Regions from separate parts of the Mus musculus genome. Here regions 2, 3 and 4 are each linked to region 1. A link is a contact called in public HiCAR-type and HiChIP or PLAC-seq data. All regions are on one chromosome and are shown on one strand. The core of a region is the stretch at or near the end of the contact, and the rest is flanking DNA. Distances in the headings are between cores, read along the strand shown. Region 1 holds the start of Zfp141 (zinc finger protein 141). Region 2 holds the start of Siglecf (sialic acid binding Ig-like lectin F). Region 3 holds the start of Zfp715 (zinc finger protein 715). Region 4 holds the start of Zfp936 (zinc finger protein 936).

Region 1 (7,866 bases), core at 3,469-5,968:
CAGTGGATGGGGAGGTGTGGGGAACGGAATATGAAGTGTAAAAAATGAATTACAAATAAAATTAAAAAGATGTGTTTATTTTATTTCTATGGGTGCACTGTAGCTGTCTGCAGACACACCAAAAGAGGGCACCAAATCCCACTACAGATGGCTGTGAGACACTATGTGGTTGCTGGGAATTGAACACAGGACCTTTGGAAGAGCAGTTGGTATTCTTTTTGTTTGTTTGTTTGGTTTTGGTTTTTCGAGACAGGGTTTCTCTGTATAGCCCTGGCTGTCCTGGAACTCACTTTGTAGAACAGGCTGGCCTTGAACCCATAAATCTGCCTGCCTCTGCCTCCCAAGTGCTGGGATTAAAGGCGAGTGCCACCACCGCCCGGCTGGTGGTGATTCTTTAGGTAGAAGAGTGCCCCCCACAAGTTACAGGTGTGCTTCCCAAAATGGCACTGGGAACTAACTTTCTGTTCTCTTCTGTTCTGTGAAATTCCACAGGTCATTCTTACCTCTGAAAACATCTTTAGTGGACACATGGGTCTTAGTATAGGTTGTTGCAACTAGCCTTCGCTACCTGAGTTTGCAGATAGCAAATGATGAATGATCTCCTATGAAGAAGGCCATACATACACCCTCTTCCAGCCTAGGTTTTCCAAGCCATTTTCAAAAACACTAACACAAGTTTCACTGGGGATCTTTCGTGTATAAGAATGAAAACCGATCTTTATCTCTCACCCTGCACAAAAATCATTCCTAATCTAGGTATTTCAATCTAAAAGCCTCAATGTAGGAGCTTCCAAGTCGAACCTTTTAGAGGAATACATAGGGGAACATTATTCAGGATACAGACAGAGGTGAGGAACTCCTGAAGGTCTTGTTGTTCCTCAGGAAATAATAGTGACGATAAGCTAATGGATGTCACAAAATTCAAAAGCTCTGTAAAAACAAAGGAAATGGTTACTCAAGTGAAAAGACAACACACAGAATGAGAGAAAACATTGTTAACTACACCTGACTGTGAATCATAGATCCAGAGTACACTCAGAAATAAAAACGGGAACAAACGTTTCCATCATTTGGCAGTAATTCTTTAAAATGACAAACAAGGAAGATGAGCAGTGCCTTCTGTGTTAGGCCCCTAAGAGAACGGGGGTCTTCCCTTTGGTCAGATATAGGAGAATGTATAAGAAAAGTGGTATTTAGATACATGAGGAATGGGTGTTGTTCACAAACTAACGCCCCACAAATGTCACCATGGCAAAAGTATGAGGCTCTACAATGCAACCCGGCATGCTGTTGGCAGTGTAGTAAATGAGCAACTCATTGGCGAGCTTGGTATCTGTTTGTTGTTTTATTTTTTGACAGAGAGTCTCTCTCTATATACCAGGTAAACCTGAAACTCACTATGTAGACCCAAATGGCCACACACTCACAGATATTTGCCTGTTTCTACCAAGTGAGTTTTTGGACTAAAGTCATATGTCACTTCACCTGGCTAAGGACAAGGTGGCTGAAAAAAGAATTAATGTGTATATTGAGCATATAAAGCATTCCCTTTAAAATCAACTTTGTTATAAAGCAATAACAGTCTGCAGCCGGGCATAGTGTGACACATTCCTTTAATCCCAATACTTGAGAGGAGAAGGATCTCTGTGAATTCAAAGTTCGTGTTGTCTACATAGTGAGATTCTGTCAAAAGAAAAAAAAAAAGAAAAAAGAAAAAAAAGCTTGCATCAGCAATAGTGTCAGAGTTTGGTGCCCTCCCATGGGATAAATCCCAAATCGGGTTAGTCACTGAATGGCCTTTCATTAAGTCTCTGCTTCATTTTTTGTCCCACCATTTCTTTTAGACAGGAATAATTCTGGGCCAAAAATTTTGAAAGTGGTTTGGTGACCCCAACCCTCCACTGGGGCCCTGTATATTTACTAGAGATGGTCTCTTCAGGTTCTATCTCCCCAGTGTTGGGCATTTTGGCTAAGGTCACCTACAATGAGTCCTGGGAGCCTCCCACCTCCCAGGTCTCTGGGACTTTCAAGAGGTTTCCCACACCACCCAACCAAGCCACCCACCTCAGGCAGCTGCACATTTCCAACCATTTTCCTGGTCTTCTTTGCTTCTCTCCTGTCTCTCCCCATACCTGATCCTGCCCCCCTTTTTTTCCTCCCCCTCCCTCCTCTCCCATCTACCACTCTTCTTCCCTGTGCCTCCCATGATTAATTTGTTCCCCTTCTAAGTGAGATTGAAGAACTTCTTGTTCAATTTCTTAGGGTCTGTGGGGTGTATCATGGGTACTCTGTACTTTCTGGCCCTGGCATATAATGTAACAAGGACTGCCTTGTCCAGCTTCAGTGGGAGAGGATGTGTCTTATCCTGTAGATAGGGGATGCCCAGGGTAGGGGGTGGGAGACCCTCTCAGAGGTGAAGGAAAGGGGGAAAGAATTCTAGGAGGGGGGACCTGGAGGATGGGTAACATCTGGGATGTAATAAATAAAATAATGAATAAAATAAAAATAAAAACCCAAAAACCCTTGCACACAACAATAACACATCCAAATTTATCAAAATATATATCACTTAATTAACTTATTTACAATTAAATTTTGTACTTGAAATGGTTCTGTAGAGGATCATAATAAATTTTACACTTCCAGTACTGAATATATCTCATACATTTAACTTCCAGCAAAATGAAAATGAGCATTCCTAATAGTCAAGATAGTGTCCTGAAAAGGGTAAAGGGAAATAGTCAGAAAATAGAGAACCACAAGAAGAGGGTACCTGGGTTCAGCTGAAGCTGCAGCCTGTTCCTCCCAGAGAGGAGCACTTTGACAACCCATGGGAAAGATCCTGAGCTGCCTGATTGTAGTCCCGATGAATCAGGGCTTAATGGTCAAAAGAAATAAAAGAGTGTGAAAGAGAAATCACATAAACAACAACAGAAAAACAAAATGAAAAACCCAAAACTGCTGGGCAATGGTGGCGCACGCCTTTAATCCCAGCACTTGGGAGGCAGAGGCAGGCAGATTTCTGAGTTCGAGGCCAGCTTGGTCTATGGTGTGAGTTCCAGGACAGCCAGAGTTATACAGAGAAATTCTGCCTGGAAAAACCAAAAAAAGGAAAAAAAAAAAGAAAAGAAAGAAAAGGACAACAAGTTCTGCTTAAATGTGAATGAGGGAGGCCTTACTCACTGTTGGAGGAGAACTTCGATTGTGGTAATCTTAATAAAATCATTTGGGGTTTTTGTTGTTGTTCTTTGGTTGTTTAGATGTATTTTGGAGAACAGGGATTCAGTATGCACCCTTAGTGTTGGTTTCTAAAATTACTAAAACTAGATCTATCCTGTGGCCTAGCTAATCATATGTATATGTACACACACACACACACACACACACACACACACACACTGGGAATCCATATCATAGCAAAGAGATATTAACATATCCTTGTTTACCACTATTCTTTCTACTATTTTCACAAAAGCAAATAAAAGGTATCAGTCTATATGTTCATCAATACAGACAGATGTATAATTAAACTCTATTATAAATTTAATGGAATTTTATTAGGTAATCAAAAATGAAACCTATAGAAAGATGGAATAAATTGGAAAAGATGAATGAGGCAATTGAGGATTATTAGGAAGACAATCACAACATGTTCTCTCTCATGTATAGACACTAACTTCTGATTTTATGCATGTGCAGCTTCAGCTTCTGCCTCTCGTTAGTAAGTCATCACCATCTATGAGGCAAGTGCTCCATTTTCCTGGTGAATGAGCTGTGGTTCAGTTTACTTCTCAGCAAGAAGAGAGTTCTATTCTCTGGGGATCATGAGATACCTCCAGCCAGAAGCACATGATGGTTCATCTCATATTTTCACTTTTAATCTTCCATATGGCTTCCCTTTCCTGTTTCCTGATAATCCTTCCTAGTTTTCAATCTTTGAAAAATGAGAAAAGGTCAGGTGTGGTGGTAAACAACTTTAATCCTAGGACTCAGAAGAAGACAGAGGCCATGAGATGTCTGAGAGTGCAAAGCCAGAATGATCTCCATGGCCAGTTCCAAGCCTGTCAAGCCAACAAAGTGAGACAATCTCAAAAAAAAATAAATGAGAACCCTTTTAAGGTCGGGTGAAAATAAAGAGAAAAGGCAAAGAAAAGGAGAGACATTGGCCAAGAGCAGTTGTTATTCTTGCAGATGTTCTGGCTTCCATTCACAGCACCCAGATGAGGACTCAAAATCACCTGTAGCTCCAATCCCAGGGGTTCCTATCATTTCTTCTGACCTCCACAGCCAGTAGGTATGCACGGGGGGCATGATTATACATGCAGGCAAAATATATGAAATAAGTCTAATAAAAATTTAAAAATCACTAGAAAAGATACTTTTATGAGGATACAATGTTAGACTCCTAGAAGTAGATACAAATACTGGTAGGCAACAACTCCCGTGGCCACGTGAGACAGCCTTGGGCTTTCAATACATCACCTTCCACCAGTCTTGCCTGGTTATAAGGAACTGAGGCACTTTGATGGTAGCTTCCTTATCACTGGAGCGTGAGTGCAGCCATGGTACTTTCTGAAAGAGCAAGAACCACTAGATGAGCCATAGTAAGTATTGGCAAGATTTATCTCTGCCAGTGGTAGCGCGCATGCGCGCCGTCCCCGAAGTGGGAGGCGTGTAAGCCGTGATAACCATTACAAAACAACCGGAAGTGACCTAGGGGCGCACAACTTCTTGGATCCAGATGTAGTTTCCTGCTCGGACCGCTTGTGCTTGGAGTCTGGACAGTTGGGGTTGTGCATGTCTGCGGGTGGACTTGGTGCCCCACGTGCTTTGTGCCGGGCTCTGTGAGTTGCAGCGTGAGGTGAGTGACCGTCAGGCTGGCAGGACACCGAGCTGTCCCGCCGCGGTTTGTGTTGCCTGATGGCTGCAGGTGGGCATCAGCCCTGTTTTCATTCTTCTCTTGCGGGGTTTTCGCTTTTGTTTTGTCACTTACCGATATGCTCTGCTGTGGGATTTTGCCACATCGTTCGAGAACGTTGTGTGTTCAGGGACACAGTTTGGGCAGGAGTGAGTGCATGGGCGCTGCAGGATCCGAGCCTGCGATCAATGTGCGGTGCTTGTGAGGGCGACCGCGCTGCTTTCTGGTCCCTTTGTGTTTGCGTAGCTGGTAACTGGAGAAAAACTCCAAGGAGTAAGAGAAAAAGGGAAAATGAATTTATGTATGTTTTCGCCCAAACTGGGGACGCAGTATCTATGTCAGTCTAAGCAGTATTAGCAATAGATTGCTTTTATTGAATAGAAGGAACTGTATGAAAACCAGGGAATAGGGGTAAATTGTTTAGTGTGGTCCCAGGCATCCTACCTAGGATTTAAGCCTTAGTTTCACCCCAGACACCAGGTGTTCTGATCATTTCCTCCCGGTGTTAAATTTCCTATATGGAGCTGGAGCTGAAAACAGAAAAGGGATTAAAAAACAAAAACAAAAACCTAAACCGAATTCAATTTTCAATTTCTGTTGTCAGTTTACATAACTATAGGGGTTCATATGTGTGGCTGGGAGCAGAAAGGTGTGCTCTGGGGGCTGGTGAGATGGCTCAGTGGGTAAGAGTACCCGACTGCTCTTCCGAAGGTCCGGAGTTCAAATCCCAGCAACCACATGGTGGCTCACAACCATCTGTAACAAGTGACTCCCTCTTCTGGAGTGTCTGAAGACAGCTACAGTGTACTTACATATAATAAATAAATCTTTAAAAAAAAAAAAAAAAGAAAGGTGTGCTCTAAAGAGGTTTTAGGTCAGAAGCCTAGGTTTCTGCTTCCAAACAGGCAAGGGCCAGCCTCAACCAGTAGCCTCCTGTAGAGACCAGTGAGGTGAAAAGCAGAAAGCGGAGGGACTGAGATGTGGATGAGCACTGTTGGGTTCCCACTATCCACATTCACACTGTGGCTTTGAGCTGCCAGGAACTGCAGTTCCTAGGAACCCACTGCTCCCCTCTGGCCTCCTGGTGCACACACTGACAGGCAACACATCCCTATAAGTTTTTCCTCTTTCTTTCTTTCTTTCTCTCTCTCTCTCTCTCTCTCTCTCTCTCTCTTTCTTTCTTTCTTTCTTTCTTTCTATAGAAAGAATAGCCCTTAAAAACAAACAAACAAAAAAACAAAAACTGTTTCCCCAGTGAGCTACTTTCTCCACCTAACCCCCCCTCCCACACACACCATTTGGTAAAAAAAGAAAAGAAAACCAGAGGGTGAGACTCCACACATTGGTTACATTAAGTAGAAGAATAGTTAAAGTGACCTAGTGACCCTATGTCTGTCTCTAGGGCACAGATTTAAGGTTAAGTTTAGAAATCAAGCATTATGTATTAAAGTAGTGCTGCAGGTTGTGGTGGCACACGACTGTCCTGTAATCTTAGCACTCTACACTCGGAGGCTGCAGGATGACTGCATTATGGAGGCTGGGCTGGGCATGAAGTAGGCTAGGAGTCAGCAGAGTAGTAGTAAGAGCCAAAGTGTAGAAGACACGCATAATGCTTTTTAGTAAAAGCAGATTTGGGTGTGTGTTTCATTTTCAAGGTTTGTTTTTATTTTACACATATGAACATTTGACTGGTTGTATATAGGTGCACCAAGTGTGTGCCTAATGCCCAGAGAAGCCAGAAGAGGAGATCTGAGACCCTGGAATTAGAGTTGTGAGCCCCATGTGGGTACTGAACCTGGGACCTCTGTAAGATCACCAAATGCTCTTTGTCAGGTGTATTATAAGGAGATAGGCAGCATTTAGTTCAAGCCTCGCAGAGCCCAAGTTTGTCAAATTTCATATTGCTTGCCAGCCTCATGTCTGTGAATGAAAATAGATTAGCTCAGGAGAACAAGGCCACTCAGAGACATGTGTCTTTGACATGTATTGCCCTTGATTTTAAATTAAAATTTGTTGAGGGTTGGCCTCATGCACTGTGTATTCAAATGCTGACTTCTGTGCCCTGAGATCTGCTTAAAGCCCAGACATGGGCATTGTCATGAATTTTGAAGAATCGCCTATATCAATGTGATGTAAAGAATGTTCCCCAATTAACTCAAATGGACTGAATAGCAAATGACTGGGCAGAGTAGAGAGGAAGATTAGACTTCCAGTCTCAGCCAGGAGTCCCGGGGGAGAAGAGCAGGGAGAAGGAGTTCACCATGAGGCAGGTGAGGGTACAAGAGAAGAAGGCCATGAGGTAGAGGAAGAAGGGGATTGTTGCTATGAGGTCAGGCATGAGGAGGCTTCACCAAGTGCGTTCTCCATGTGCACCCCTAGCTACACCAAGGAGCCAAGGAGAGACTAAATGTAAGTAACTCGGTGTGTGTGGCTGGGAAGTAGAGTAGCTAGGTAGCATCAAGGCTTAAAAGTTTTGCTCAGCTATTCTGATTAAAGCTTACTGACTAAATCAGTGTATCTCTGTCTCAATTAGTTGGGAGCAAGGCAGGTTAGGAAAACTGCCACTTTTAAATTTAATCATATGAACCGTCTTTGGTTTTGAAACTTACAGTGACAACATGGTATGTGGTATGTGGTGCTTTCTGTGCACGGCCCAAGCCGACTGTTCACCTAACCTCAGTGAGTATGATGTCCATTCTTCGGGTGTAGAGTTGACGTGGTAGAGTCAGAGAGGAGGTGATACCATACACCTAATAATGTGCTATTAAGTTTTCAGATGTCTTTTTAGTAGCTATTATTTTACATTCAGTTACCCAAGAAATTACTGTGACCAAAAATCTGAGTTAATACGGGTTTACTTTCTTCCCTTCACTCTGAGTAAGGAGAAGCCTAGCACTGCACGAATACTCTTGTCATTATAGTTCTGCCTAAATCTCTAAAGTGCTGTT
Region 2 (7,866 bases), core at 3,637-6,136, 850 kb before region 1:
ATTTGGGACCAGTGAAGACCAAGTACAGGGGCCAGAGATAGAACTACTCTGTGTATTAAAGACCCTCAGTGGATGGGGATCTATATGATTTGAACAGACTGTATCTATACCTGACCAGGTTAGCAGGAGGTTTCTGCTAGTAGCTCATCATCCCACTGGGCTGAGTTTTAGGAATCCTTTAACCAATCAACAGTCATTAGAAGAAGCCTTCACCAAATGAGACTCACGTGAAAAAGATGAGGCAGAGGCAGACAGCAAGCAAGGCCATAAGACCAGCTCCCCAGATGGCCCCCAGGACCGTTCCTCTACTGGTTTCTGATTTGCCTGCTAACAAGAGAGACCTGGGGTGATGAACAGTCTTCCTCCCAAGCAGGCATCTTAGCGTCCAACCTTTTTCTAATCCCTTCCTTGTGAGAATGTCCCCTCCCACTTTGGTCTAGGTCCTTTCCTCCCTATCTTTGTATGTGACTACAGCCTCCTGCACCCAACCCCCCTACCAAGCTAACAGATAGGAAACCACAAACACTAGTCCCATTTTGCTCACTCCCCATGCCATTGTGGAATCTAGACAGAAAGCACTGTTTCTCCACACCTTACCCTGTGAGACCTTTGGGCCTGACACCAGCAAGATAGTGGCTCTCTGAACTCTATTGTCACTCCAAGCTTCACAGCTGAGTCTGTGGTTAGAGCTGAATTCCATGCTGAGGATCAGGGAGCTGTTGGCCCACTGTCCTGCGGAGCTGGACTTAACCGTGAAGGAGCCATTGCTGCTGTTCCCCTCCAGCACCCCCTCCCCCAGCCGCCAGCGCAGGGAGGGGGCAGGCCAGGCTCTGGAGGAGCAGCTGCAGTGCAGACCTTGACCCTCGAAGGAGCAGGAGGGTCCCAGCAGCTGTAGAAGGCCTGGGGAGTGAAACACAAGGAGAGGGATCAGTGGGGATTTCCCAGGCTGTGATCACCATGCCCCCACCCCCACCCCACCCCCATCATTTTCCAACTCACTCCTTATGCTGAGGCTCACAGAGGCTGTCTGAGCACCCTGACTGTTCTGAGCTTGGCAGATGTATTTTCCCTGGTCCTCCAACTCCGCCCGTGGCAGTTGCAGTTCCGCGGGGGTAGAGAGCTGGAAGGGCTTTTGGGTCGGGCGCTCCCAACTCAGCACGGCAGGGGGATTGCTGTCAGCCATACAGACCAGGCTCAGGGACTCACCCTCTTGGATCTGCAGAGATGCTCCACTCTGCAGGACTTTAGTTCCTGAGGAGGCAGACAGAAGACTGAGCTTGGTTGCAGAGGGCATTCTGCCTTTCTCCTCCTTTTTTCTTCTCTCTCTCTCTCTCTCTCTCTCTCTCTCTCTCTCTCTCTCTCTCTCTCTCTCTCTTTCTGCTGGCTGATGGCCTCACACCATAAAGAGTGAAGACAGACAATAGCTCTTAGCAGTGTGAAGCTTATCAGAACCTACCTGGGTCCCACTCTTCCCTCCTGGGCATCTGTCAAGTCAGATGCCCTACTTGCCCTGGTCTCTCAAGAACATCTCACTAAGGCCTGACTCATTCAGCTGCATCCCAGGAGCTCACAGACCTGGGGACAGGTGCCCAAAGCAGGTACCGGCACAGTGATGGGTTTCATGGTGGAGCTATCCTAAAAGCCCAGGGAGATTCCAGGAGGAGGAGGAGGAGGAGGAGGAGGAGGAGGAGGAGGAGTGCTGATAGGGACATGAAGAACAGTGAAGCTGACCAGAGGCAATGCTACAGTGTTCTGTCCACAGTGAGGCAACATCACCCAACGATAGGCAAAGGATCCTGAAACGTCCCTCCACCTGGCAAACAGCTGCCTCCTTAACAGAAATCTCTCTTTAGATGACTTTGGAAATTGTCACAGACCAATAAATACAATTTATTGTTAATATCTTTTCTTTCTTTTTTTTTTGTGAGAGAGGGTCTTGAATATTTCAGGCAGCTTCAGACTCACTATGTAGGTGAGGGTGACTTTGAAGGTGACTTCTAAACCTCTCAAGTTCTCTCTCAAAATCTCTCAGTGTTGGGATTTCAGGCGTGTGATTGCCGTGCTTGGTTTATACAATGCTGGCGATTCAGCCCTGGATTTCTTGCATGCTAGGATAATACTCTATGAACTGAGCCACATTCACAGACTATAAACAGCATAAACACCATAAGAGAGACTCAGTTTCTTGAGCGGATGATAATGTGAATGAAAAATACAGCGACTTCACACATGACATCAGGAGGGTGGGTCTATTTGTTAAGAAAAGATATTGTTCCCGGAAATGTGAATAAGACAAAGTCCATGCTGTGCAGTTTGGCAGTTATGTATGGGAAATACAAATGATCCTCTGTTCTGGGATTTCCTTCCTTAGGAAAAAAAAAATTTGTAGACATGTTCACAAATGTAGAAAGTTTTCATGTAAGTCATTTATTGAATAAAAGGCAAGGACTGCCAGTGTTCTGTCAAGAGATGAGTGGGTAAATGCATTACCATAGCACTAGAAAACCATGGTGTCAGTCATATGTGTGAAGGAGGAAATCTCCAAGAAAACTAAGTTTAAGGAGGGAAAAATTAATTCAGTCCCTTGCCATTGACCGACACATGTATTGTGGCGGTGTGAGTTTGATTGTGGAGGAACTACAAGCATAAGTAAGAATTAGGTTTATAGGAAGGCACAAGAGCTGAGACTCTAGACAACCTCAAACACCTAGGGCAGGCTTTATTTAATCCCAGAGGGTTTCTTTGGGCTACACAGTGATCAGGGAACGGGACTCAGTGATCAGGGAACGGACTCAGAAACACAATGACCAGAGTTCAGTAGGGTGCAGGTTATATACTTCAAGCTGGGGGTTTTGTGGCTAAGGACAGGAAAGAGGAGCCGAATAAGGAAGTTAGCTGCTTTCCTTAGCCAAGCTGTTTTGAAACTGGGGAGGTCCTTGTCTCTTTTTGCACCCACTGGGTGTCTGGGGTTGAGATCAGTTGCTTTGCTTCCGTAATCTCCAGAGAGCTGGCTTCCTGTAACTTTGAGTTCAGTTTGGGGCCTGGCTTTTGAGGGGAGTTAATTTCTTTAGGAACCTCTTTTTAAAAAGTGTCTAGGGTTTAGCTCAGTGGTATAATTCCATCCTGTATAAATAAGTAAAAATTAAAGAATGAACTAAAAATGATAAAATTGCAAAGTGGTGTGTGAAGAAGATGTGTGTGTGTGTATGTGTGTGTGTGTGTGTGTGTGTGTGTGTGTGTGTGTGTGTGTATGTGTATGTGTGTGCATGTATATGGGTGTTTAAATGTGCATGCAAGGATATCTGTGTATGGTCAACCAAGACAGGAGTCATTAGATATCAAGAACTATTATTATTAAATTTTTATATCGGCAGAATTATATTTCACTACAATCCATATATTGGAACCCTGATAACTGATATAATGGGGAGACTGCAGTATATGAGTAAGGGGTGGGGGAATCCTGAGCTTCCTCCTGCCTGAGGTCCAGAATACCTGCTCATCTCCTGCAGAGGCAGTCCCTGTACCCATCCCAGGGAGGAGAAATTTGACTCTACCTGTGTCATCTCCCCAGGACACCCTGATGGTCATCTTCTGTGGAGCATCTGCATAGACACATATGGTTGTTTGCTTTCAGAGGAAAGATGGCTGCAGGTATTCCACCCCATTGGTCTTTTCTCCTCCCACAGTCTTAGCATTCAGGAACCATCACCCAGTTCTAACCCCTCCATCCCACACCCCTAATCTCCCCTCCCCAGAGACCCAGGTCTGGACACTCACAGATGACACTGAGCTGTTGAGTCCTCTCCACAGTAACACCAGTGCCAGGTAAGTTCACCTGGCAGGTGAGGTTGGTGCCATTGTCCTGAGGCCTGGGTGTGAGGTTCAGCTCTGAGGAGAGGGTGGTCCTGTGGCCCAGGGAAGTGAGGGCAGATGACATCCAGGAAAAGATGGGGGGTGTCCCCTGCTCACAGGCCCAGGGCACAGAACAGAGCAGTTTGGTAGAATTGCCAGACACCAGGGTAGATGTGACTTGGATGTTAGGGACCTCAGTCAGAGCTGGACAGAGAGAAATAGAGACACAAGATGTGCTGGGGATCACTATGTATGACCCTATTTCAAGCCAGGCTTCTCTCCCAACCAACCTCATTATGCGGTCTCCAGGGCACCCAAAGGCTTTTAGAACAAGGACCTCCACATATCCCCTCTTCACTTACCTATCACAAGCACAGAGAGCATTGACTTCTGAAAACTGTATTTCACAGAACCATCCAATCTGAAGAAGTACGTCCCTGTGTCGATTTTCTGTGCATCTCTGATGTCCAGGGAGCAATTATGACTATTTTCCTTCCCCATGAGATAGAATCGACCTTGAGCTTCCTTCAGTACTGATCGCTGTGGGTCATTTGTAGCCACTGGAGAGCCGCTGAATATATTGGCCCCCTCCCGGAACCAGTAGCCAAAGACAGGACCTTTGGAATTGGGGTACTGGACTTGGCAGGCTACAAAGACGCACAGGCCCTCCTGCACTGTCACTGAACCAGTCACTGAGAGCGAATAACCGTCCGTAGCCAGGCACCCTGCAAAGAAATGAGGGTTATCTTGGTCCTGTCCCACTAGCCCGGTCCCTGTTCCCACTCACCTGCCCACAGCAGGGGCAGCAGCCATGCCCACCGCATCACACAGTGAAAGGCTCTAGGTTCCTGTGGGTGGCCAGAGAAAGAAAACTTGATCAGTTTGAAGTGGATCCCTGGGGTGAGGGTCACAGGCTTCAATGTCACAGGACTGAGAAGTCGTCCTACTAACCTAGTCCAGGAATGAAGAGAGACAGAGTGACTGACCACAGAGAGGGAACTTTCCACCCACAGGTTATCAGCACTATCAAGGCCCTGGAAAGTAAACACTTCCACTTTTCATGTGTATCATCATGGGAGGCAAAGTCGATGAGGAAGACCCACCCTCCACTCCTGAACTGTAGCATTTGTTTCTCATTTGTTTGTATTAAGAAAGAGGTTAATGCACAGAGGGAACACAGACTGGACCTAGGTCCCCTACCCCATATGTAGCAGATCTGCAGCTTGATCTTCATGTGGGTTCCCCAACAACTGGAACCCTCCCTGAGTCTGTTGCCTGCGTGTGGATCCATTTTCATAACTGGGCCTCCTAGTCTGGCCTCAGTGGAAGAGGATGCACCCAGTCCTGCAGTGACTTGATGCACTGTGTGTGTGTGAGGTGCTGGGGGGCGGAGGATAGTGGTGGTAGGGGTGTGGTATGATACCCAGAGGTCTCTCCTTTCTCAGAGGAGAAGGGAGGATGGGGGAAGAGTCTGTGTGAGTGGGTACAGTGGGTACTGGGAGGAGAGCGGGGCTGATATTGGGATGTAAAATGAATGAATAAATAATTTTTTTAAAAAAGGAAAAGGTTGATGATCAGGGACATGGCTCAGCAGGTAAAGACATTGGCCAGCCACTCACATTGTGGAAAGAATGAACTAACTCTCAAAAGTTGCCCTTTGACCCCCTACTACTGCTTGGTGGCACACTCAAACCGTGGTGGGCAGAGAGAGAGGGGGGGGGGGAATTCAAAATTCAATAGTTGTTTAATGTATAAAGAAGAGGAGGAGACTGGAACTCTAATTGCCTAAATAACTTTTCTGTTGCTGTTATAGAATATCCAGATAAAAGCAACTTAAAAACAAAAATAGTTTCTGTTGGCTCAGAGTTGGAGGTTGCAATCCATTGTGATGGTGAAGGCATGGCTACAGGAGTGTACAGTGGTTGGCCATACTTCACCTTCAGTCAGGAAGCAGAGTGAGAAGTGACGGACTATTCTCAGGTCACTGTATAGTCTAGGATCCTAACCTATGAAACCAGAAGTGGGTGGGTTTCCTCACTTCAGTTAATCTAATCATGATAATCACCCAAGGCATGCTGAGGGCCCATGTCCCAGGCGAGTCTGGACCTCAAGTTTCCAATAGAGGTTAACCACCAGAGACACAGACTTACACAGGGCATCCACAGGAAGACATGGGGCGAAGACTCCCTGTCTTAGTCAGGGTTTCTATTCCCGCACAAACATCATGCCCAAGAAGCAAGTTGGGAAGGAAAGAGTTTATTTGGCATACACTTCCATACTGCTGTTCATCACCAAGGAAGTCAGGGCTGGAACTCAAGCAGGTCAGAAAGCAGGAGCTGATGAGTAGGCCATGGAGGGATGTTCCTTACTGGCTTGCTTCCCCTGGCTTGCTCAGCCTGCTCTCTTATAGAATCAAGACTACCAGCCCAGAAATGGCACCACCCACAAGGGGCCCTTCCCCCTTGACCACTAATTGAGGAAATGCCTTACAGTTGGATCTCATGGAGGCATTTCCTCAACTGAAGCTCCTTTCTCTGTGATAACTCCAGCTGCGTCAAGTTGACACAAAACTAGCCAGTACACTCCCTCTGCAGGCCAAAGAAAGAGGTGTCAGAGGACTCTCTGTTGTAAAGAGGTTGACCTAGAGCTTCCAGACTCAGTACTGAGGAAAAATAAACACGTTGAAGCTGCTGTGTGTGTGTGTGTGTGTGTGTGTGTGTTCGCGCACACACGTGTGTTTGTTTGTGTGCATGTGCATACATGTGTTTGCATGTGTGTGTGTATGTATGTATTGGGGTTCTCTAAAGGAACAGGACTGTTTGAATCTGATACTATGTGGGTAGTCTAAATAATGGTTGCCTCACATTAGAGACCAAGCTTGCTAGTTCACAGGCTGATGTCTCAGCAGCCTCAGTCTGGTGTTGAATGTCTGGTCTTCGGTCTCTGCTTGAAGCTTAAAGAAACTGGTTCGAAGGTCAGGGAAAGATGAAGCAGTAGCATGATGCTGTTGGGAGGGCTCCTGTTCCACGCAGGAGATGGGTGAGCCCATGACCTCACATCACTGCCTTGTACAGTGAGGGTCTCAGATAGGTTTTGAAGACTCTTCTCCTGGTAAAGGGTGTGTGTGACAGGGATGCAGATGCCCCTCTTCTATCTTGTCCCTTAATCTCAAATCCCAAAACAGCTGGCCTTTTCAACACATCCTTCAGCCTGTTTTATTCTGCCTCTTGCATTCTTTCTGAGGCATTCTTACTTAAAGAAAGGAGGAGGTGGTGAGTCAATGCCATCTTCTCTAGACCAGAAGTCTGCCAGTTACCCCACTATGTCCTGACTAGTAGCTGGAGAAATGTACCCAAGATCCCTCTAAAACAAACAGATCCCTGGTCCTTTCTCACCAAGCAAGGATGGACTGTGGGCATCAGTGGTTTCAAAATAACAACCGGCCGTTGTATTTATCATCTTAGCCACTGCCATGAAGGCTTTGAATGCTGGCACGATCATGATCCCATCATAACTTGATGCTACTTGAGAATTTGAAGCCATTTCTGCTCAATCTGATTTTTATTACTTTAATATATTTTTCAAATGGTTTCTGTTGTCTACAACCTATACTCAGATATTTGCTTTTAAGGAAAAAATATTTTTATTTAAGTCTGTATGTGGGTGGGCATGCGTTTATGTGTACCATACGTGTCTGGTACTTGTAGAGGCCAGTAAAGGACACCAGATTTCCCAGAACTGGAGTTATAGGCAGTTGTAAGTCACTTGGTCTTGGTACTGGGAACTGAACTCAGGACCTGTTCAAGAGTAGCAAGTGCTCTTAATCTCTGAACCATCTTTCTCCAATGCTCAGCCATCCCACAAGATTTTCTCCCCAGACCTGCTGGTGTCAAGATCAGCTTGGTCGGCTCACTTGAATCCCAGCATCATCCCCTACCCCAAGCCCACCAGCACCTCCTGCACCTGTCAGCATCTGAAACATTCACTCTCCTCTTTCACTTCTCATCACTG
Region 3 (7,866 bases), core at 3,983-6,482, 810 kb before region 1:
TACCCTATTCTGATCAAAGGACAGGACATCCAGACAGAAACTGAATAGAGAAATGCTGGAACTAACAGATGTTATAAATCAAATGGACCTTGCAAGTATTTACAGAATATTTTTCCCAAACAAAAAAGAATATACCTTCTTCTCTGTACCTCTGGAACTTTCTCCAAATTGACCACATACTCAAACATAAAGCAAATCTCAACAGATCTAAGAAAATCTAAACTAAACAACTCTCTACTGAGTGAATAATGGAGAGATAGAGAAATTAAAGACTTTCTAAAATTGACTAAAAATGAATACACAACGTACCCAAACTTATGGGACATGATGAAGGCAGTTTTTTTTTATACTTTTTATTAGGTATTTTCCTCATTTACATTTCCAATGCTATCCCAAAATTCCCCCATACCCTCCCCCCCACTCCCCTACCCACCTACTCCCACATTTTGGCCCTGGCGTTCCCCTGTACTGGGGCATATAAAGTTTGCAAGTCCAATGGGCCTCTCTTTCCAGTGATGGCCGACTAGGCCATCGTTTGATACATATGCAGCTAGAGTCAAGAGCTCCGGGGTACTGGTTAGTTCATAATGTTGCTCTACCTATAGGGTTGCAGATCCGATGAAGGCAGTTTTAAGTGGCAAATCCTGAGTTCAAATCCCAGCAAGGAGAGCTAATGCCAACTCTCCCCAAATTAGTGCAGAAAACAGAAACAGAAGGAGCACTGCCCAGTTCATTTTATGAAACCACAGTTACCCTGATAACCAAACCATATAAAAACTCAACAAAGGGAGAGAATCACAGAACAGTTTCTTATGGACATAGATGCAAAAATAATAAAATACTTGTAAAAATGAATCCAAGAAACACATCAAAATATCATCCACCATGGTCAAATGGGCTTCATCCCAGAGATGCAGGGATGGTTCAGCACTCAAAAATCAGTAAATGTGATCCAGCGGATAAACAAAGTGAAAGACAAAACCCACGTGATTTTGTCATTAGATGCATAAAAGGCATTTGACACAATCCAACACCCCTTCCATGATGAATGTCCTGGAGAGATTAGTGAATCTGTAGATTGCTGTTTGGTAGGATGGCCATTTAATCATGTTAATCGCACCAATCCATGAGCATGGGAAATCTTTTCATCTTCTGATATCTTCTTCAATTTCTTTCTTCAATGTTTTTGTCATACAGTTTTTGTCATACAGATCTTTCACTTGCTTGGTTAGAGGTACCTCAATATATTTTACATTATTTGAGGCTATTGTGAAAGGTGTTGTTTCCATCATTTCTTCCTCAGTCCATTTGTCATTTGTATGTCAGAAAGGCTACTGATAGGCTGGTGAGATGGCTCAGTGGGTAAGAGCACTGACTGCTCTTCTGAAGGTCCTGAGTTCAAATTCCAGCAACCAGATGGTGGCTCACAACCACAGGTAATGAGATCTGACGACCTCTTCTGGTGCGTCTGAAGTCAGCTACAGTGTACTTATGTATAATAATAAATAAATAAAAATTTTAAAAAAGGCTACTGGTGGGCTTGTTTTTTTGTTTTGTTTTTTGTTTTGTTTTTTGAAGTTAATCTTGTGTCCAGCCACTTCACTGAAATGTTTATCACTTAAAGGAGTTCCCTGGTAAAACTTTTAGGGCTACTTATGTATAGTATTATACCATCTGCCAATAAAAATACTCTGACTCCTTCCTTTCCAATTTGTATTATTTTGATCTTTTTCAGTTGTCTTACTGCTGAAGCTAAAACTTCAGTTATTGTATTGAATAGGTATGGAGACAGTGGATAAGGTTGTCTTGCTCCTGATTTTAGTGAAATTGCTTTGAGTTTCTTTCCATTTATGACTTAATGTTTAAGAGGACTTGTTTTTATAGAGGACTTAGGCTTCATTTCTAGTTCCCACATCATAGTTCTCAACCATTCGTATGTAACTCCAGTTCCAGGGATCTAGCACCTCTCCCGATCTCCAGGGGCACCAAGCACAACTGTGCACATCTGTACGTTCAAGTAAACACTCATACACATAAACAAATCTGTGAAAATATCTTTAATAAAAATTTGAATTCTGCTTTTAGTCCTGGAATGCTTTCTGATGCAGAAGCCATAGATCCTGTTTGGCTTGAATTTATGTCGCTAAAAGTCTCTAGGGGAACTCCTTGGGATCCTGACGGTGGCAGCAGGAGTGTGCCTCCTGTGCCTGCACCCACAAGCTGACAATATCTTGCTGATGTTCTCCACGCTGGTGAAGAACTGCACTGGTTACAGTGCCCTGTGTCATGGTTTGTCAACCCATTCTACAGAGCTGCCTATTGCTAGTCTCTGACCTGCTCTCCCAGTCTCCTCCTTGTTTTCCTCTGACTCACACTGTGGTCTTCTACATGAAAACATCAGTAACCAACACCCACCCACAAAACTTTATGCATTTGAGAATAAGCTTTTGTTCAGTGGTGACCATGAAGTGATTCTAAATTGTCAGGTACAAGAAATTTCCTTTCAGCTGGGTGTGGTGGCGCACACCTTTAATCCCAGCACTCGGGAGCCAGAGGCAGGCACATTTCTGAGTTCGAGGCCAGCCTGGTCTACAGAGTGAGTTCCAGGACAGCCAGGGCTACACAGAGAAACCCTGTTTCGAAAAAAAAACCAAAAAAGAAAGAAAAAAGAAATTTCCTTTCAGCCAGAATTGGTGATGAAAGAAAGATGAAATTTTAAGACCTGTAAGTCATATAAAGTACTCAGAAATTGCTGGTTGTTTGTGAGCCTAGAGGCTGCCTGGGGCTGAGAATAAAGAAAAATAAACCCGGGCATGTTAAAACATTCCTGGGAACAGCTTGACCATAAAGATAAAGAGGAATGTGAGGACATAACAGGGCTATCTGAACTGAGTCTGCTAGCATTGATAAACATCCAACTCACAGAACTCTGACTCCCTGATCTGCATGTACATGTAATTTTTCTGCTGATGTTTGAATAAGCCAATAGTGTGTCGCTATGCTGAATTCCACACCCCTAAGCCCCTCATCCCATAAAAACCCCTAGCTTTCGAGCCTTGTGGCCGGCATCCGTTATCTCCTGTGTGAGATGCATGTCGGTCCGGAGCTCCGTCATTAAACTGCCTCATGTGTTTACAGCAGAAGGGATTCTCATGTTTCTTTGGGTGCGCTCTCTCACTCCTGAGACTAGAGTAGGGGTCCCCGAAAGGGGGTCTTACTGTGACACAAGACTGTAATGGAAACACTTGTGAGGTCAACACAGATAAATGGAGAATTTAAGTCCAGCCCAGAATACAAAGAAGCCCTGTCATTTAAAAAAAAAAAAAGTAAAGAAAAGAAAAAACTGGAAAATGGGAACAGAAAGAAAGAAAGAAAGAAAGAAAGAAAGGAAAGGAAGGAGGGAGGGACAAAGAAAGAAAGAGAAAGTGGGTAAGTGGGTAATGAGTTTGTCTAGTGGGTAAAAGTGCTTGCCTACAAACCAGAAGGCCTGAGTGCCAAAGATAAGTCACTGACAATTGTTATAGCCTGGGTCCTGAAAGCCCAACCAAGTTGGAATCTGACCAATTAAAGAGACAAATAGGGAAACAAACAGATAAAGGAGAAGTATTTAATTTATCCACCTTGAGGTTAGGAACAAGAGGCCCAGTATTACTATACCAAGCCTAAGAAAATTAAAAAAAATAAAATAAATAAAGTCTTGGGCTGGAGAGATGGCTCAGCGGTTAAGAGCACTGACTGCTTTTTCCGAAGGTCCTGAGTTCAAATTCCAGCAACCACATGGTGGCTCACAATCATCCGTAATGAGACCTGACGTCCTCTTTTGGTGTGTCTGAAGACAGCTACAGTGTACTTACATACAATAATAAATAAATCTTTAAGTGGGAGTGAGCAGGGGCGGAGCTGGAGGTCAACCAGAGTGAGCAGAGGTCCTAAAATCAAACTCCCAGCAACCACATGGTGGCTCACAACCATCAATACAGCTACAGTATACTCATATACATAAAATAAAGAAAGAAACCTTAAAAAAAAAGTCTTTAGATATTCCCAGATGCTTTCTGTCTTGGAAATCGAAAGTTTCTGTTAACCCATTAAAGGTTTTTTTTTTTTTCTTTCTCAAAAGCTTGCATAATTTAGGAAAATACAATTTTAAAACAATGGAGATCTATCTTGCCTAGTTTATCTTTCCACAATAGCAAAATGGGAGCTATGAGATTATATTCAGTTATGTAGCCCAGGTTGGCCTCAGACTCAGAGATCTGCCTTCCTCTGCCTCCAGAGTACTGGAATTAAAGGTATGAGCCAACTTCTTGATCAAGATTTAATTCTTTTTTTTTTTTTTTTGGCAGGATTTCTCCTGGCTGTCCTGGAACTTTCTCTATAGACTAGGCTGGCCTTGAACTCAGAGGTCTGCCTGACTCTCTCTACAGAGTGTTGGGACTAAAGACGTGTACCATCTCCACTGGGCAAGATATAAATTTTTATTTTATGTGTATGGGTGTTTTATCTGCACGAGTGTCTGTGTACCACTAGTGTGCTCGGTGTCTTTGGAGGTCAGAAGAGAGCGTCCGCTTGGAACAGGAGTTACAGATAGTTGTGAGCTGACGTGTGAGTGCTGGAATTGAGCCCTTAAGAGCAGTTTGGGCACTTACCTGTTAAGCTACCTCTCTATCATATCATCCCTTCTCCCCTGCAGAATTAGGTTTAAATAGAAAGCAAGAGGTATGTAACTAAGCAGTCTTACCAAGCAATCTTAGTTTGTGGCCCCTCGCTATCATTGTCTCCGACTGAAGTCTGTCCTGCAAAGTGGTCTAGGAAGTTGTCAGAACGGTGTGAAATCTGTTTTCCTGTGACAAGTCCCTGCTCTGACTGCCTCCTGGCTTCAGCACATCCTTTCTCCCATCATGGAATTTCTATTTCTGTGTTCCATTGTCTCAATAGTCTGTAGAGGAAGGGGCACAGAATGTCTCTTTAGACTATCATATTCCTGCCAGGCCTGTCACACCATATGGGAGACAGCTTTCAGACTTCCACTCAAAGGCGTTGCATTTAGCTGCCCGCCCACATGGAATCAAAGTTCCTGGATGGTGGCCTCCAACGTCCGGAGCTCACTCACGCCGCCACCACAGTTTCCAAGGAAACTGGAACCACCCGGTCTGCCATGCTGACTGCTGGCAGGCACACTCGGGTCAAAAGTGTTAGTGGGCATGCGCATTATTCTACTGGGCGTGGACATGTCCTGCCGGAAATCTAAAAGACACCGGAAATAGAGTGGCCGTGAAACCTTAAATGTTGTAGTCATTCGAGTGTTACTTCGCTGGCGGGTCCGCGAGGTGGTTTGGAACTTTTCCATCCGGGACTCTTCGGCTTCCGTGGGCGGAAGTCGCCGTCAGGCGTGCCGTGTGCAGAGCTCTCGGCCGGGCAGTGTGAGGTGAGTGGCGGCGGCGGCGGCGCAGGGGGTGGGAGGACGCAGTGCTGTGCCGAGCGCTGGTTTGTGCTGAAGGACTGGGCTGAGGCGGCTGCCGGGGCTCGTCAGATGGGGTGGGGGTCGCGTGGTGCGCTTTCACCCTGTTCCCGAGGGTTTCCCGTATCTTGGGTGTTTTGTCACTTCCCAATGTGCTCTCCTGTGGGTTTTCACGCAGTCGTCCATGAAAGTTGTCAGCTGAGGCCATTAGGGGGCGGGACTCAGTGAGTGGGCGCTGCACGCAGCGGGTCCCCGGGTGGGAGTCGGGAGCTTAAGGGCGAAGACTTTGAGGTGGCCTGTGCCCCACTCAAGCCGTGATTGGCGTAGGGGTCAGCAGAGGCAGCGATGGAGCCTAGGGCGGGAGTGGGATGCTTGTGAGGGCGACTCTGGTCGTTAGTGTTGGCGTGGCCAGTGACTGTGGCTTGATTCCGGTTAGCACTATGTGAAGAAAATCCCGTCGGCTTGACCAAAGTAGCAAGTGTCAAGACCACAGGTGTCGGAACTGCGAGTGCTCAGGCTCTCACGGATGAGGGAGGGAGAGAGGGAGGGAGGGAGGGGGTCCCACGCTTTGCATGCTGCCTAGTTATCTAGGCTGCTGAGCTCAAGAGATTTCTTCTAAGGTCCGTAAAAGTAGGGAATCTTGTTTTATGGGCTGCTTTTGGGTCTCCTTTTCCAACTAATTCGTTCCTACCTCTGGATGACCAGCATTATTGAAGGAATGATCCCAAATATTAAAAACACTTTCACTCTTTGGGGCACATTAGAGTCATACTTGGGAATCCTTTGGACATTATGTGCATCAGTGCTTGCCTGTCTTTGGGATCCTATACAGACGTTAAAGATCACTGGTTGGCAGTTGACCAAAATAATATTGGGCCGTTTTATTTGTACCCTAATGTTTGTGTTGATTTGGAGTGCTTAAAAAACTGTGTATTGGTCTGAGAGGAGTAAGTAGCTCATATCTTTAAATCCCAGCACTAATGGGGCCCAGGCAGTGAAAGTTAAAGGCTAGCCTGGTCTACATAGCAAGTTCAGGATAGCCAGAGCTAAATAATAGACCTTGTCTCAAATACAGACACACACACACACACACACACACTTACACATGGGAGCGGGGGAGGGGGCACACAGACAGACATGGAGTGGGGGAGTGAGGATTGGATAAGCCTGTTTTTCTTAATGTGTCTGTGTAGACGGGGAAATGTCTAGAAACTCACGCTACAATCAAAATTGGCTGTCATCCTGAGCGCTTTGTGCAACAGGAAACAGGAATGCTGTTTTTAGATGCTGACTACAGAAGGGACTGCATAGATATGGTGGCCAGGGTGTTCCTTAGAATGAAAACAGCTCGAATATGTACCCCTGTTCTTCTATTTAGTGACCTACGAGCAAATCAAGCAGAGTAGTAATGCATATGTGTAGCTAAAAAGTTTGTTTGAAATGCAATCAAAATTAAGTTGGCAACGTACTGATTTTTTGTAAGTATTTTACTTCCTTTCAGGCAGGTGCTGAGGGCTTAGTGAGCCTTCCCTAGCATGGCATTCTGGATCCCTACAATAAGCACCTATGTACTCATTTTGTAATGACTAAGTTAGTTAGCACATTGGTTTTCTACTAGTTAACATGTGAGTGCTGCAGTGTGTCCTTCCTTCCTAATGGATGGTTTTTTAATTTTTTGTTTGTTTTCTTTTGTTGTTTGTTTTAGAACCCAGACTAATAACAAGAGCAGGGCTTTTATGTATCCTCTACACTGCCTACACCTGTTCTTCCATATAGGCCCTCACCAATTCATGGTCAGATGTTTGGTTGTTGTCTTTTAGTGATTTCCGGTGTCTCTGAGACCACTGCAATCATTCAGGCCTAAGGATTTCCTTCTGTGCCACAGCTAGCCCTTCTTCAACGTCCATGACTCTTGAGGGATTTGGATTTGCTACGAAGAAAACGTCAAGAACAGAAGACAGAGGGGCCATGGCTGCAGATCCAAATTTCCAACAGAAGAGCCAGCCATTGGGTGCAGAGGAGCAGCCTGAGTCCTGTGAGGTAAGCAGGAGTGACTTCATGATTGGTTCTTCGGGTCTTCAGGGCAGACGCAGGAAGCTGCAGACTTCTGAGACCATCTTAATCTCGTTAGGAAGGGACTATATATAGCACACACTAAGTAATTACCCCTCACCCCCTTGCCCTCTCTTTCTTTGATACAGGGTCTTAATGTGAGGCTGGCCTGGAATTCTTTCATATAGCCCAGGCTGCTATCAAACTCAACTTTTTCTTTTTCTTTCCTTTCTTTTTTTTTTTTTTTTTTTTTTTTTTTTTTTTTTGCCTCAACCTCTCCAGTAGTGGGATTGTTACATGTCTATACCACTATAGATAATGTCTCATCTACTTAATGTCAAGTTCTTCTTCCT
Region 4 (7,866 bases), core at 2,605-5,104, 670 kb before region 1:
CAAGCTCATCACTCAGAAAAAACAATTTTGAAAACAGACAACCAAAAAACATAGTTAGTATGGCCATGGTACCAAAAGCAATGTACAAAGTCAATGCAATTTCCCTCAAATTTCAAACAGAATTTTCTACAGACATTGAAGTTGCAATTCTCAGGCTAGAGAGATGGCTCAGCATTTAAGACTGTTCTTCTAGAGGTCCTGAGTTCAACTCCCATGAACCACCTAATGGCTTACAACCATCTGTAGTGAGATCTGTGCCTGAAGACAGCCAGAGTCTATTTATATATAATAAATAAATAAATCTTTAAAAAATAGAAAGTGCACCGGGCGTGGTGGCGCAGGCTTTTAATCCCAGCACTCAGGAGGCAGAGGCAGGCGGATTTCTGAGTTTGAGGCCAGCCTGGTCTACAAAGTGAATTCCAGGACAGCCAGGGTTATAAAGAGAAACCCTGCATCGAAAAACCAAAAAAAAAAAAGAAAAAAAAAAAGAAAGTGGAATTCTCTACCTCATATGGAAGAACAAACACTCCCAGGATAGCCAAAACAATCCTGAACCATAAAGGAACTTCTAAAGCATCACACTTCCTCATCTCAAGCTGTACTACATAGCAATAGTGATAAAAAAAACAAATGATATCAGTACAGACAGGAAGATCAGTGGAATCGAATACCCAGAAATGAACTCATACACCTATGGACAATTCTTAGGCAAAGAAGCAAAAACCATACAATAGAAAAAGAAAGCATCGTGAACAAATGTTCTGATCTAACTGGCAGTGTGTATATAGAAGAATCACCCTGCACAGGATGGATCAAGGACCTCACATAAAACCAGCTACACTGAATCTAATAGCAGACAAAGTAGGAAATACCCTTGAACGCATTGGTACAGGACACAGAATTTCCTGAGCAGAACATCAATGGCTCAGGCTCTAAGACCAACAGTTAATACATTTCTTGAAAATGAAAAGCTTCTGTAAGGGAGAGGACACTGTCAATAGGACAAAACAGTAGCCAAAAACTGAGAAAAGATGTTCACCAACCCTATAGCCAATAGAGGGCTAATATCTAAAAGTTATAAAGATCTCAAAAAGTTAGATGCCAAAAAAATCAAACAACCTAATTAAAAATGGGATACAGAGCTAATCAGAATTCTCAACAGAGGAAGTTCGAATGACCTATTGTAGTGGCTATTCCTGGTTGTCAACTTGACAATATTTGGAATGAACTACAATCCGGAATTGGAAGGCTCACCAGTGACCCTTATCTTGAGGCTTGGAGATCCTTATCTGGATCTTGGTTTGAAGATCTTGAGCCATAGTGGCTATGGATTCCAGAAGATTAAATCTCTGAGTTTAAGGAACACACCTTTAATCTGGGCTATGCCTTTCATCTGGGATTAAAGGTGTGGTGGAACACACCTTTAATCTGGGCTACACCTTCTGCTGGAGACAATATAAGGACATTGGAAGAAGGGAGTCTAGCTCTTGCTCTTGCTCCTTCGCCTGCTTGCTGCGTGATGCTGAGTAACTGCTAGATCCTTGGACTTCCATTCACAGCTGCGACTGAACCATTGTTGGGAATTGGGCTGCTGACTGTAAGTCATCAATAAATTCCTTTACTATCTAGAGACTATCCATAAGTTCTGTGACTCTAGAGAACCCTGACTAATACACCTAGTATCAATTCAATAAATGTTCAACATTGTTGCTAACCAGGTAAATGCAAAAAAAAAAAACAACCCTGAGATTCCACTTTACATGCATCAGAATGGCTAAAATTGAAAACTCCAGGAACAGCACATGCTGGCAAGGACATTGAGAAAGGCAAACACTCCTCCATCTCTTGTAGGGTTGTAAACGTGTACAACCACTCTGGAACTCAAGCTGGTGGTTTGTCAGAAAACTGAGTCTAGTTCTATCTCAAGACCCAGTTATACCACTCCAGGGTATATACCCAGAAGATGTTCCACATATCGCAAGGAAACATGCTCCACTATGTTCATATCAACCTTATTTATAATAGCTAGGAACTGGAAGCAAAATGTTCACTTCAAAACTCTATTGTGGTAAGGCCCTTTAAGGTATGGATTTAAAAAGTTTGATGGAAAGCCGGGCTTGGTGGCGCACACCTTTAGCTCCAGCACTCGGGAGGCAGAGGCAGGCGGATTTCTGATTTCGAGGCCAGCCTGGTCTACAAAGTGAGCTCCAGGATAGGCAGGGTTATACAGAAAAACCCTGTCTCAAAAGACAAAAAACAAAAAAATAAACAAACAAAAGTTTGGGGCTGGCGAGATGGCTGAGTGGTTAAGAGCACCTACTGCTCTTCCAAACGTCCTGAGTTCAAATCCCAGCAACCACATGGTGGGTCACAACCATCCATAATGAAATCTGATGCCCTCTTCTGGAGGATAGCTACAGTGTATTTACATATAAAAAAATTTTTTTTAAAAGAAAGAAAGAAATATGTCTTTAACAATAGCATGAGTCGCCCTTCGTGTTGATGCACACCTTTAATCCCAGCACTCCGGAGGCAGAGGCAGGCGGAAATCTGAGTTCGAGGCCAGCCTGGTGTACAGAGTGAGTTATAGGACACCCAAGGCTACACAGAGAAACCCTGTCTCGAAAAAACAAAAAAAAACAAAAAAAAAAAAAAAAAAAAAAACAAAAAAAAACCCCAAAAAGACAAAAAAACCAAAACAACCCACCAAACAATAGCATGTGTCAAGCACTGGTTACTGCTCAGAGGAGCCAGCCTAGAACAGGCCTTGCATTCCACAGCTGCCATTATCCTTAGTCTCTTTTATGTTCAGCCTCCAGGTTCCACTTTGAACAATTTAGACAGGGACAGAGGACTGCAAGTCTAGCCACTTAGGCAGAGGGGAGGTTTACACACCAAAGACACCTCAGAAGTACTTCTTAAGTACATCAGAGACCTGAAACAGTGACACAGTCCTAAGTGGAAGATCCCAAAGGATGAAAAGGAGAAGAGAGGCAGAAGGTACAGAGCACAAAAGTTGGGATGGGAAGGTCCCGCACAAGCAATACCTTATGCCAGGTCAGCTTCTTAAGAAGAATACCGTCTTTTATGCTCCTTCCTGCAGTGTATAAAGTCAGCAGACCCTGTTACATGATGGAATAAACTCGGAGGAGTCTAAAACAGTGCTGGGCAGCTTAATATTGGACAGGAAGTGACGTTTACAACTTTCTCATATTAACTCCAAATATATCTTGCATCACAATATTAAAACAAAGTGTAAAAATTGTATGAGATTAAAAAAAAAGTTAAAAAAAAAAAAAAACCTGGCAGTGGTGGCACACGCCTTTAATCCCAGCACTTGAGAGGCAGAGGCAGGCGGATTTCTGAGTTTGAGGCCAGCCTGGTCTACAGAGTGAGTTGCTGGACAGCCAGGGCTACACAGAGAAACCCTGTCTTAAAAAACCAACCAACCAACCAAACAAACAAGCAAAATTGTAGAAGATACTGGAGGAACTAGGTATTTCTGTGTTTGCCATCTTGCCAAGAAGGTTTCAACACACAAGCCCATGCTCAAATACTCGTGCAGATGAAGCCCCAGAGCAGAGTTTTTCAGAGCAGCTAAGACCACAAACAACCTCACACGTGGCCCTGTGTAGCTGAGGTTCGCGGTGCGCACTCAGCCCCAGGGAGGACTCACCATAGTCGCTCCAGTTGTTCAATCGCCTGCCCCTTCCCATTGGAAGCAGCTGCCATATACTCACCATGTCGCGGGTTCAGAGCTCGCCTGAATTCCCCTCACAGCACCCAGCAGTAGCACACAGAGCAGGACACACAAACCACACCAGCCTCCTCAGCTACAGCATTGAACCAGCAACATGGCGCCCGGAAGCACCCGCCTCCACTTCTGACTGGCAGGACAGAGTGGAGGCCGTGATTGGCCAGCAAGTTTCGAGTGACATAAGCACCTCCCTTAATGTTAGTGTGTGATGAAGGGACACAGCTTAGGGATTCCTGGCCCATGCTGCTTGCCCAGGGCCGACCATTTTCCAGATGAGTAGGGTGAGAGTGCACTGATGGGATAAAGCAAAGGGGTTGTGCTAGGACCCCAGGGGCCCAAATGTTGAGAACGCGACCCCCAGAGACACAGCTTGACAATTGATCGCTGCATGGCAAGAGGTTTTTATTCTGATATGCATAGGGTTGCTCAGCCTCCCAGGGAGAATCAACCCTGATTGCTTACAGTACAGTTTTTTTTTTTTTTTTTTTTTTTTTTTACTCTGTTTTTGGGGGAGGGGGTGTTACACAACTTTATCATTGTTGGCAAGCAAAGTAACAGTGATGTTTATTACTTTTGGTGGTCAGCTAGTGATGTGTCAGAAACTTTGTCAGCAAGGTCGGTTTATCTTAGAATTCAAACTTAGGCCAGGGTCCCAGGGACCGTTATTATTGTTATGGCTAATTTTGAGAACAGCTAGTCTTGCTATGGCAGTTGTGGTCATTTTGACCATTAGTCAGTCCCCTCAGATGGGGAAGGAGCCAGGCAGTCTTGAGCTGCTTTACACTGGCAGGGAAAGGCTTGTTTATATTAGCAGGGAAAGGGCAAGGAGCAGGGGGATGGGAAAGGCTTCTGCAAACAGCTTTGATGTACATTAGCCAGGCTAAAACTATAGTTCTTCAGTTGTTGTACCAGGCTTCCATTCCAGAGCTAGACATTTTCCAGATCTGGACAGATTTGCATTTCTGTAGCACTTGTGATTGCCCTCTAACCCCCTATCCTTGCTTCTAGCACTTCCCCTTCTCCCTGCTGTAATCAAGGAAGATAGCTTGCAGGGCCCATTATTTAACTTGCAGTGAAATAAACAATCCAGCCCATAGGGAAAGGGCACCCAGAAAATGAACAATTCAAAGGATTTTTTAGGAAACATTAAGATTTTTGTTCTGTGGTTTCATGGTCAGGTCAGGTCAGGTAAACTGCAGCTATGTTTCACCTGGTAGGCATCAGACTTTACACAGCCCCAGGAGAAAAGCAGGAAAGATATGAGAAACTCTACACAACACTATTGCTAGCCAGCACATCTTCCTTAGTGGGAAGAGGAAAAAAGCGACAGCTGTATTAATAAAGGTATCCTAATGGACAAAACTGATAGAATGAATTTCTCTGTATATGTAGAAAGTGGAGTTATTGGAATGGCTTGTAAGCTGTGGTCCAACCAGTCCAACAATGGCTGTCTGCAAATGGACAGATGAAGAATATAGTAGTGGTTCAGTCCATGTGGCTGGATGACACTGCTGGTCTTCAGTCTACATCACAATTAGGAAAAAGTAAACCAGTTTTCCAAAAACTGAGCTTGCTAGTCAGAGGTAAGACATGAAGACAAGGAGAACGAACTACCACCTTCAATGACCTTTATAAATGTAGTCTGCCACTAGAAGCTGTGGCCTAGATTAAAGATATCTCTTATCACTTCAAAAGATCCAGATTTTAAAAAGGGTTTACAACTTAAAATGATAAAATTATGAAAAATCCTTCACAGTACTTGAACTGTCACCATTTTAGTTAATTCCATGTATTTGACTACCAAGAATAACCATCACAAGAGGCAAGATAGAAGAGCTAAGACAGATTTCGTTCCATTTGCAGGCAAGGAGAACCTGGGAGTCATTTCCAAAGCAATGCTTTTTGTTTAATTTTAAAACTTATTTACTTTTATTCATTAATTGTTTTTTACAGTCCATACTTCATCCTCCTCCCTGTCTGCCCCATGACCGTTCCTTATACCATACCTTCTACCCCCACCTCTATCTCCAAGAGGATGTCCCCACCCCACCACTCAGCACCACCAGGCTTCCTCAATCTCTGCGGCCTAAAGGCTTTTCATGGTAAGGTGCATCTTCTCTCACTAAGGCCCCAACCACGCAGTCCTCTGCTTTATATGTCAAGGGCTTCATAACAGCTGCCTGGTTGTATGCTGCCTGCTTGGTGGCTCAGTGTCTAGAGAGATCTCAGGTTTCAGGTCACTTGAGACTGCTGGTCTTTCCCTGGGGCCACCCTCCTCCTCGGATTTTTCCAGCTTTCCCCTAATTCAACCATAGGGGTCCCGGGCTTCTGTCCATTGTCTGGGTGCTAGTATCTGCATCTGATTCTTTCAGCTGCTTGTTGGGCTTCTCAGAGGGCAACCATGCTAGGTTCCTGTCTGCACGCACATCAGAGCACCATTGACAATGTCAGGACCCTGGACCCCCTTTATCTGGATCCCAATTTGGGACTGTCACTAGATGTACTTTCTCTCATGCTCTTCTCCATTTTGTCCCTGCAGTTTCATCAGACAGGAACAATTCTTGGTCAGAACTATTGACTCTGGGATCGAAACCCCATCCGTCCACTTGATGTCATGTCCCTCCACTGGAAGTGGACTCTACAAGTTCCACTGCCCACTCTAGATCACTTCATCCAAGATCCCTCCCTTTGAATCCTGAGAGTCTTTCAACTTCCATGTCACCAGTACATTCTAGAGTGTCCCCCTACCTCCAGAGGTTAGCTGTTTCCATTCTTTTTGCTGGCCCTCAGGGCTTCAGTCCTGTTCCCCAAACCCAATACCTGATAATTTCCCTACTTCCCCTCACTGTGCCCTCTCCCAACCAGGTCATTCCCTTACCCTTATCCCCATAATCGCTTTCTTCTCCCACCCTAGTGGGTTTAAGGCAACATCACTTGGGTCCTTATGCTGTGACCCTTCATGAGTCTAGTGTGTTGTGCTTGTGTATTGTCTATTTTGGTTAATATCTACTGATTAGTGAGTAATACCTTTTGGACCTGAGTTACCTCACTCTGTTGTGAATTCTCTGTTTAGTTCTATAGCTCATATTTTGATTGGTTTGTTCAGGTTTTTGGTGGTTAGCTTCTTGAATTCTTTATATATTTTGGATATTAGCCTTCTAGTAGATGTGGGTGAAGATTTTTTCTCAATCTGTAGGTTGCTGCTTTGTCCTGTTGACTATATCCTTGCCTTACAGAAGCTTTCCAGTTTCATATGGTACCATTTATCAGTTCTAGATCTTAGAGCATGAGTCATTGGAATTATTTTTATGAAATTTCCCGCTGTAGTAATGAATATTAGGCTCTTTCTCACTTTCTCAACTATTTGATTCATTGTATCTGGTTTTATATTGAGGTCATTGATCTACTTGGACTTATGCTTTGTGCAATGTGATAAGTATGGATTTATAATCATTTTTCCACATACAGACTACCAGTTAGACCAGCACCATCTAGTGGCCCAAAGTACTTTGCCACAGACTCTCTGGGTCCCTGGTCTGTGAAGAACGGGATTTCTTAGGCAGGTGGACAAAGAGTTTGGATGAAAATGACAGACAGATACACGAAAGATGTGTTGAATCTGAATGTATTGTTCTGGTTGAGCTTCAGACTTATATAACAACGAATTATCAGAGGATACAAATCACAAAAAGACAAGATACACTGAAATTCACCAGTTACAGCAGAAAGGAATTTACAGGGACTAATTAAATGTTTACATTAGGGATAACAAGCCCTGCCTAGGATCAGCCTAATGCCAGGCAAGAATTTCACACTTTAAGGTTAAAAGCATCAGGGGGTTGTTAACTCTTGACAGGCCTTAAGAGTAATGCGCTATCACAGAGCTCTAAATTCTTAGGTCTAGTAAAACTTATCTTGTCTGGAGAGTTTCCCCTTATCAGGGTAGTATATCAACTTATACTTGACATGGAAGTAGCCTGTAGTAAAAGATTTCTATCTCAGTGAGACTTTTAGTCTCTATCTGTAAACAGCTGAGTAAAATGGCAAGTGCTTAATTGTTTACTGAATGGGTTAAGCTCCTTGCTGCTATCTGGAATCTAAGAACACTG

Evidence for each region. HiCAR-type assays count read pairs that join an accessible place to other places. HiChIP or PLAC-seq counts read pairs in DNA pulled down with a chosen protein or histone mark.
Region 2: an H3K4me3 HiChIP or PLAC-seq map of bone marrow-derived macrophages shows a contact between it and region 1, with 7 times the contacts expected there. The contact joins the promoter of Siglecf here to the promoter of Zfp141 in region 1. A contact is called at or near these places in 3 of 39 promoter capture datasets (cranial neural crest, liver and neutrophils) and 3 of 115 datasets of contacts at active chromatin or transcription factors (bone marrow-derived macrophages and embryonic stem cells).
Region 3: a contact with region 1 is called in a HiCAR-type map of astrocytes, with 3 times the contacts expected there. The contact joins the promoter of Zfp715 here to the promoter of Zfp141 in region 1. A contact is called at or near these places in 1 of 39 promoter capture datasets (the C10 cell line), 2 of 115 datasets of contacts at active chromatin or transcription factors (astrocytes and stem cell-derived neural progenitor cells) and 1 of 9 other capture datasets (adipose tissue).
Region 4: a contact with region 1 is called in an H3K4me3 HiChIP or PLAC-seq map of stem cell-derived neural progenitor cells, with 4 times the contacts expected there. The contact joins the promoter of Zfp936 here to the promoter of Zfp141 in region 1. A contact is called at or near these places in 2 of 115 datasets of contacts at active chromatin or transcription factors (embryonic stem cells and stem cell-derived neural progenitor cells).

The regions. Positions count from the first base shown.
Region 1 is chr7:42,502,605-42,510,470 of GRCm38.p6, reverse strand. It overlaps Zfp141 (zinc finger protein 141), which reads left to right and starts at 4,718. Exons shown (of 7, transcript NM_001309388.1): 1 at 4,718-4,861. It overlaps Gm35353 (a long non-coding RNA gene), which reads right to left and starts at 4,644. Exons shown (of 3, transcript XR_391403.4): 1 at 3,678-4,644; 2 at 2,774-2,877; 3 at 323-1,683.
Region 2 is chr7:43,348,361-43,356,226 of GRCm38.p6, reverse strand. Siglecf (sialic acid binding Ig-like lectin F) reads right to left here and starts at 4,886. Exons shown (of 10, transcript NM_145581.2): 1 at 4,807-4,886; 2 at 4,643-4,703; 3 at 4,218-4,580; 4 at 3,781-4,059; 5 at 3,558-3,605; 6 at 1,000-1,251; 7 at 598-900; 8 at 228-327. The coding sequence starts at 4,679.
Region 3 is chr7:43,310,666-43,318,531 of GRCm38.p6, reverse strand. It overlaps Zfp715 (zinc finger protein 715), which reads left to right and starts at 5,232. Exons shown (of 5, transcript NM_027264.4): 1 at 5,232-5,428; 2 at 7,347-7,501. The coding sequence starts at 7,367.
Region 4 is chr7:43,173,578-43,181,443 of GRCm38.p6, reverse strand. Zfp936 (zinc finger protein 936) reads right to left here and starts at 3,854. Exons shown (of 4, transcript NM_001034893.2): 1 at 3,741-3,854. The coding sequence starts at 3,743.